Linked DNA regions of Ovis aries: region 2 is linked to region 1. A link is a contact called in public Hi-C data. All regions are on one chromosome and are shown on one strand. Each heading gives the region's core, a stretch centred on a gene start, on an enhancer-like site or on the middle of the called end of the contact. The rest is flanking DNA. Distances are from core to core; before and after follow the strand shown. Region 1 has its middle 62 kb from the start of ALDH1A1. Region 2 has its middle 82 kb from the start of ALDH1A1.

Evidence for each region. Hi-C and Micro-C count contacts between places; a contact is called where the count stands out from the background.
Region 2: a Hi-C map of omental adipose tissue shows a contact between it and region 1, with 2.7 times the contacts expected there. The contact joins two enhancer-like sites. A contact is called at or near these places in 7 of 16 Hi-C or Micro-C datasets (hypothalamus, liver, muscle and 3 more).

Annotation. Positions count from the first base shown.
Region 1 is chr2:63,686,135-63,688,834 of ARS-UI_Ramb_v3.0, forward strand. No RefSeq gene overlaps it. Among named protein-coding and RNA genes, the nearest start is that of ALDH1A1, 62 kb to the right of the region's middle. Within about 2 kb of position 1,402, at least 8 of the 54 cell types and tissues checked have an H3K27ac peak or open chromatin away from gene starts, as enhancers often do.
Region 2 is chr2:63,829,539-63,832,238 of ARS-UI_Ramb_v3.0, forward strand. No RefSeq gene overlaps it. Among named protein-coding and RNA genes, the nearest start is that of ALDH1A1, 82 kb to the left of the region's middle. Within about 2 kb of position 1,268, at least 1 of the 54 cell types and tissues checked has an H3K27ac peak or open chromatin away from gene starts, as enhancers often do.

The DNA of each region.
Region 1 (2,700 bases), core at 152-2,651:
GTGATTGTGGATTATTTAACAATAAGTAAAGATGCTAACAGTATATTAGATTATTAAGTATAAGAGTAGGTTTCAAAACTTTCATGCAGAATATGATTCTAGTTTCTGCAAAAATAAGATGTGTATGTGGACACAGAAAACAGACTTATGGTTACCAAAGGGAAAGGGGTGAAGGAGAGATAAATTATGAGTATGGAATCAATGGATATATAAAATAGATTAATGACAAGGACTTATATATAACACAGGTAACTATATTTAATATTTTGAGAAGAATCAAACAAAATAAGATATATGTATAACCAAATAACTTTGCTGTACTCCCAATAACACAATATTGTAAGTCAACTATACTTCATTAAAAAATGTGTGTGTGTATGTGTGTGTTTGTCTGTGTGTAATAAGGGCAAAAGATATACCAATTTTTTAAACTGTAGGATTATAGGAGACATATTATTTTGCCAAGTTTTACTCAATAAGTATATACTGCTTTTATAATATGGAAAGTAAGCCAATTCAAGTTGCTTTTATACATGTTGTGCAGTAGACTAAATTAACGATCAGTTTTGTGCTGAGCTGAATATTAACATAATGTATATCATCTCCAAACCCATCCTTCTATACTCCGCTCTGTGATACCTAGGTTTCAACTTTGCAAATAGTCTGCCTCCTTTCCAGCAAGTTTCCTGTTAGATTCTACCAGTGGGGGCACAACAGAGACTGAAAGGCAAACGGAGAAAAGGGAGATGTTCTTCCCATTTGCTCATTTACTTGGGTGTCATCCCAGCAGTGGCCTGTCACATCGGGATTTGTTTCACTCGGCAGCTTATGGCAGCACTCCCAGAACAAGGCTTACTGCACCCCCTTGGTAGTACTAGCATAAACCCGGCAGTGTCCTCTCCCAATTACTGACTTCCCCTAACTCAGTCACTCCTAAAACTAATCATGTGTGAGGGGAAGCAAAGCAAGAGAGGGCTCCCCTTCCACATATCAATGCTGAGCTCACACACTAGGCTGCACCCTGAGTGGGCAGTGTGTACCCCAATGGTGGGGCAGGTGGAAGAGGTTGGCAGGCCCATCAGATTGGCAGGGCAGTAAATCATCTTATTCAGCAATTCTCTTTAAAAACTGTTATGATACAGCAGAGTTCAAGTCCAGGAGTAGAAATGTATAGTAACTGAGGACAAAGGTTGGGACCTCACCCATGGCTTGTTGGAACAGACCCTGTTTGAGCTCTGCCTCGATTCTGTCACCTGAATCAAGGAGATTCACTTGTTTTTGTCACCTGAATCTGCCAGCTGGGGAGTCACAGGCCAGGGCCAGGAGTTCCTCAACTGAGTACACTGGCCTTTTGTGTTGGCTAGGCAAGACAAAAGGTCATGATGTCCCAGAGGGAATCAGTACTGTCCCATGCAACGGAACTGAAACAGGGAGCAATAAGAACATTCACATTCCTCTGGCTACGGTGACCCTGAACTATTCTGATTTCATGAAGACTATACACAGTCTTGGAAGTTGCACAAGACCTGGCAGCCACTTTTAGACTTCTTATGGCTCCTGGGACACTTACAGCGATAATTCAAATGCTGTACAATTAGAGAAATCTTTATGCGTTGATTCTCAAATAAAAAGGTATGCATGGGGATATGAACCAGCTAAAATAAGTGAATGCTATAGACTTATTATAAATTTGCTAGAACAGGGTAAAAGTTGAGATTTTAAACTGACTAATGTTTTTTATTCCTCTCACATTTTTATATGAGTGATTACAGATGATGAAAAGAATGTTGTGGATTAAGTAAAATTTCAGATCTTGTAAAGCAGTTGTTGCTTAGTAGCTCAGTTGTGTCCAATTCTGTGACCCCGTGGGTTGCAGCACACCAGGCTTCCCTGTCCTTTACTGTCTCCTGGAATTTGCTCAAACTCATGTCCATTGAATCTATGATGCCCTCCAACCATCTCACATACTGTCACCCCCTTCTCTTCCTGCCCTCAATCTTTCCCAGCATTAGGGTCTTTTCCAACGGGTCAGCTCTTCGCATCTGGTGGCCAAAGTACTGGAGTTTCCACTTCAGCATCAAGTCCTTCCAATGAATAGTCAGGGTTGATTTCCTTTAGGATTGACTGATTTGATAGGATTGACTGGATTGACTGTAAATTAGGGGGAAGGGAAAACAAAGGAGAAATAAAAATTTGCACTGATGAACTGTAAAATTTACCTGTGTAATGTGGGAAGGTTTTTAAGAGTTTAGAAATAAATTAAGAAGGAGCTATGACCAAGAAAAAAGAGCTAGAAAAAAGAAAAGAAAAAGAAATGATTAATTAAAAAATAAAAAAAAGGCAAAAGAAGTTTCTTCAGCAAGTCTAGTGGTCCTGCCTGACCACTTGTAGCCTCACAGTGGCAGATTCTAAGATCCTAAGCATCTGGGTAAACAAGGCTGCTGCAGGGAGCCTCTGGAAAACCCCAAGAGGAGGACCACAGTGCAGACCTCTAGGATATGGGAGCAAATGGATTCTCTCTTGATACATTCTTTTCTTCTTTTTAGAAACAGTTCCTGGAGTGCTTTTGATCCTTCAGAGACTGAACTCCTGACCATGGGACTGTTGACTGAGGGAAAAAGAAAAAAAAAGCACAACCTTAAAACTGAGAGCTAAGCTTTATTTGGCAGACAAACTCAGGACTTCAGCCCAGGATGCAGC
Region 2 (2,700 bases), core at 18-2,517, 140 kb after region 1:
CTGGGAGTTGGTGATGGACAGGGAGGCCTGGCGTGCTGCGATTCATGAGGTCGCAAAGAGTCGGACACGGCTGAGTGACTGAACTGAATTGAACTGAAGCACATCATGGCTTCATCTAATTCCTGCAGCTAGTGCAAGGAAGTTATTATCTCCACTCCAGAGATGAAGACTGTGGCTGGGGCGGTGAGGATGGAATTAGCCCAAAGTCATAGCATGTTCTAGCTGCTAGGAACTACTATCCTGAACTAGCCACTTCACATTGACTGTGGTGAAATCTTCAGAGCATCCCTAGAATAAATATATGACTGAAATTAAAAGATGCTTCCTCCTTGGAAGAAAAGTGATGACAAACCTAGAGAGCATATTAAAAAGCAGAGACATCACTTTGCCAACAAAGGTCCATTTAGTCAAAGATATGGCTTTTTCAGTAGTCGTGTACAGATGTGAGTTGGATCATAGAGAAGGCTGAGTGCCAAAGAATTGATGCTTTCAAACTGTGGTGCTGGAGAAGACTCTTGAGAGTCCCTTGGACTGCAAGGAGATAAAACCAAACAATACTAAAAGAAATCAATCCTGAATATTCACTGGAAGGACTGATGCTGAAGCTGAAGCTCCAATACTTTGGCCACTCGATGGGAAGAACTGACTCACTGGAAAAGACCCTGATCCACGGAAAGATTGAGGAAAGGATGAGAAGGAGGCAAGAGTATGAGATGGTTGGATGGCATCATCGACTCAATGGACATGAGTTTGAGCAAACTCAAGGAGATGGTGAAGGACAGGGAAGCCTGGCATGCTGCAGTCCATGGGGTCGCAAAGAGTCAGACAGAACTGAGCGGCTGAACAACAACCAACATTTTTATAACTGTTCAAAGTTGCAGGCTAAGTGGTAAATTCAGGGCAGAATTCAAAGCTAGGTCTTTTTCATTCCAAAACATGCACTCTATTGTGCCAGAAATATTCTCATACCTTGTCAGAATAAATGTCCTGAGCTTAGTTTGAAATGTATAGTTACCATGCACAGTCCACAATGAGAGGTTTAGCCTTTTGCTACGGAGTTTCTGAAAAGCATTTTTAAAAACATCCTTAAACAAGCATTTGCTGAGGAGTCCTTTGGGCAAAGCCTCAGGCTAGACAGTGCAGGTAGGGCTGGGATAGAGGTGACCCAGAACTTGACCCTCGGGAGATCATGGTCCAGGAGAGTTTAGGGTGGGGGTAGGAGAGGAAGGGAGAAGAAGGAAGTGAGAGTAGAGAACACAACACAAGTAGTAGAGAACACACACAGCATATACTCACACAACAGTAGGTGGCAGGGGTGGCATTTGAATCCTGGCCTGTCATCTTAATCAATGCACTGAGATGAACAACATTTTTAAAGTCTTACTAGGCTCACTCACTTTCTTTACACATCCATAGACCAAATATAGTACTATCAACATAAGAGAATGAATATTTATAAGCTTATATGTAGTATAATCTTTTTGTGGATAGTCTGTCTTATCCATCCTGGAACTAATTAACTAGTTTATTTTGGATGATTCAGTTGGGAGTCATGCCCATATCACCAGGGAAAATAATTTTTAATTTTGAAGAATAGAGTAAGTTTCATATCTTGGTTTATCTTTTTGGCAGTCCAACCTCTATGTGGAGACCAAAACAATCCCTAAAGATAATAAAATACTATTGACTGAGGAGACTAAATATATCGAGTTGTTTTTATTGGAATGACTTAACAACAGGCCAGAAAGCAAACCTGGAAGTCTCCTCTTCTTTAAATAAATACCTGAAAAGATCTTCATTCAGGGTTACTAGGAAGTTTCCATTTGCATTGCCAATTCTATCATTCAAATGATGCGAGTAAATTTACATTAGTTATATTTTCTAGGTATTTCTCAGAAAATTCTAAGTGGAATAGTTCCTTTACAGGAAGGGTATTTAAATAGTCTGTATGCTTGGCTGAGATAGCTAGGAGAGAATACTGATCATTTTTATTCATTCTCTTACTCCAGTAGACACTTAGGATCTGCTTCTTGATTATTCAATTTTTTCCTTTGTATCTACGGTCTATTAGTACATTATCCAAGATCTAGCAAGTAGGTGTTCCTAGGAACATCAACATAGGAATTGGAATTGTCACTGAAGCTGTATGAAATCGGTGGGTTTGAGACTCTTGTCTGTGAAATCAGGACTTGAGGAAAAATAACATTCTGACTCAGGGCGGCCAACCCACTAATTCATAAATAGCCCGCTACATGTGAGGAGTCAGAGAGGACCAGGACTGAATGCCAGACCTCTGACAGTCGAGTCCACACTAGTGGACACAGCGATACCAGATGCATGTCAGGTGGTGTCTTGGGATTCCCAGTGACTTGATTTCAAAGAAAAGTCATCCGCAGGTAGAACACTGTTTATCTATCTGGCTGAAGCTTGCCTTTGTGCCATTTTAGCAGTGAGAAAATGAACCAGATCTGCTAGTTAATGAAATAAAATTCCCCCAAGAAGCAAGGAGTTTGGCCAACTTAAAATGCAAGGCAAGTGATCTTCATGCATTTTAAAATTATTAGGAACAAATGTTAGGGAAAACTGTGCTAACAACCAATTTATGATCTCTACCTTCAATATCCACATAAAGCAAATACAGAGTGAGGACCCAATCTGAATGGACAAGAATTGTCCATTTCACAGACTTCCACAATTAAG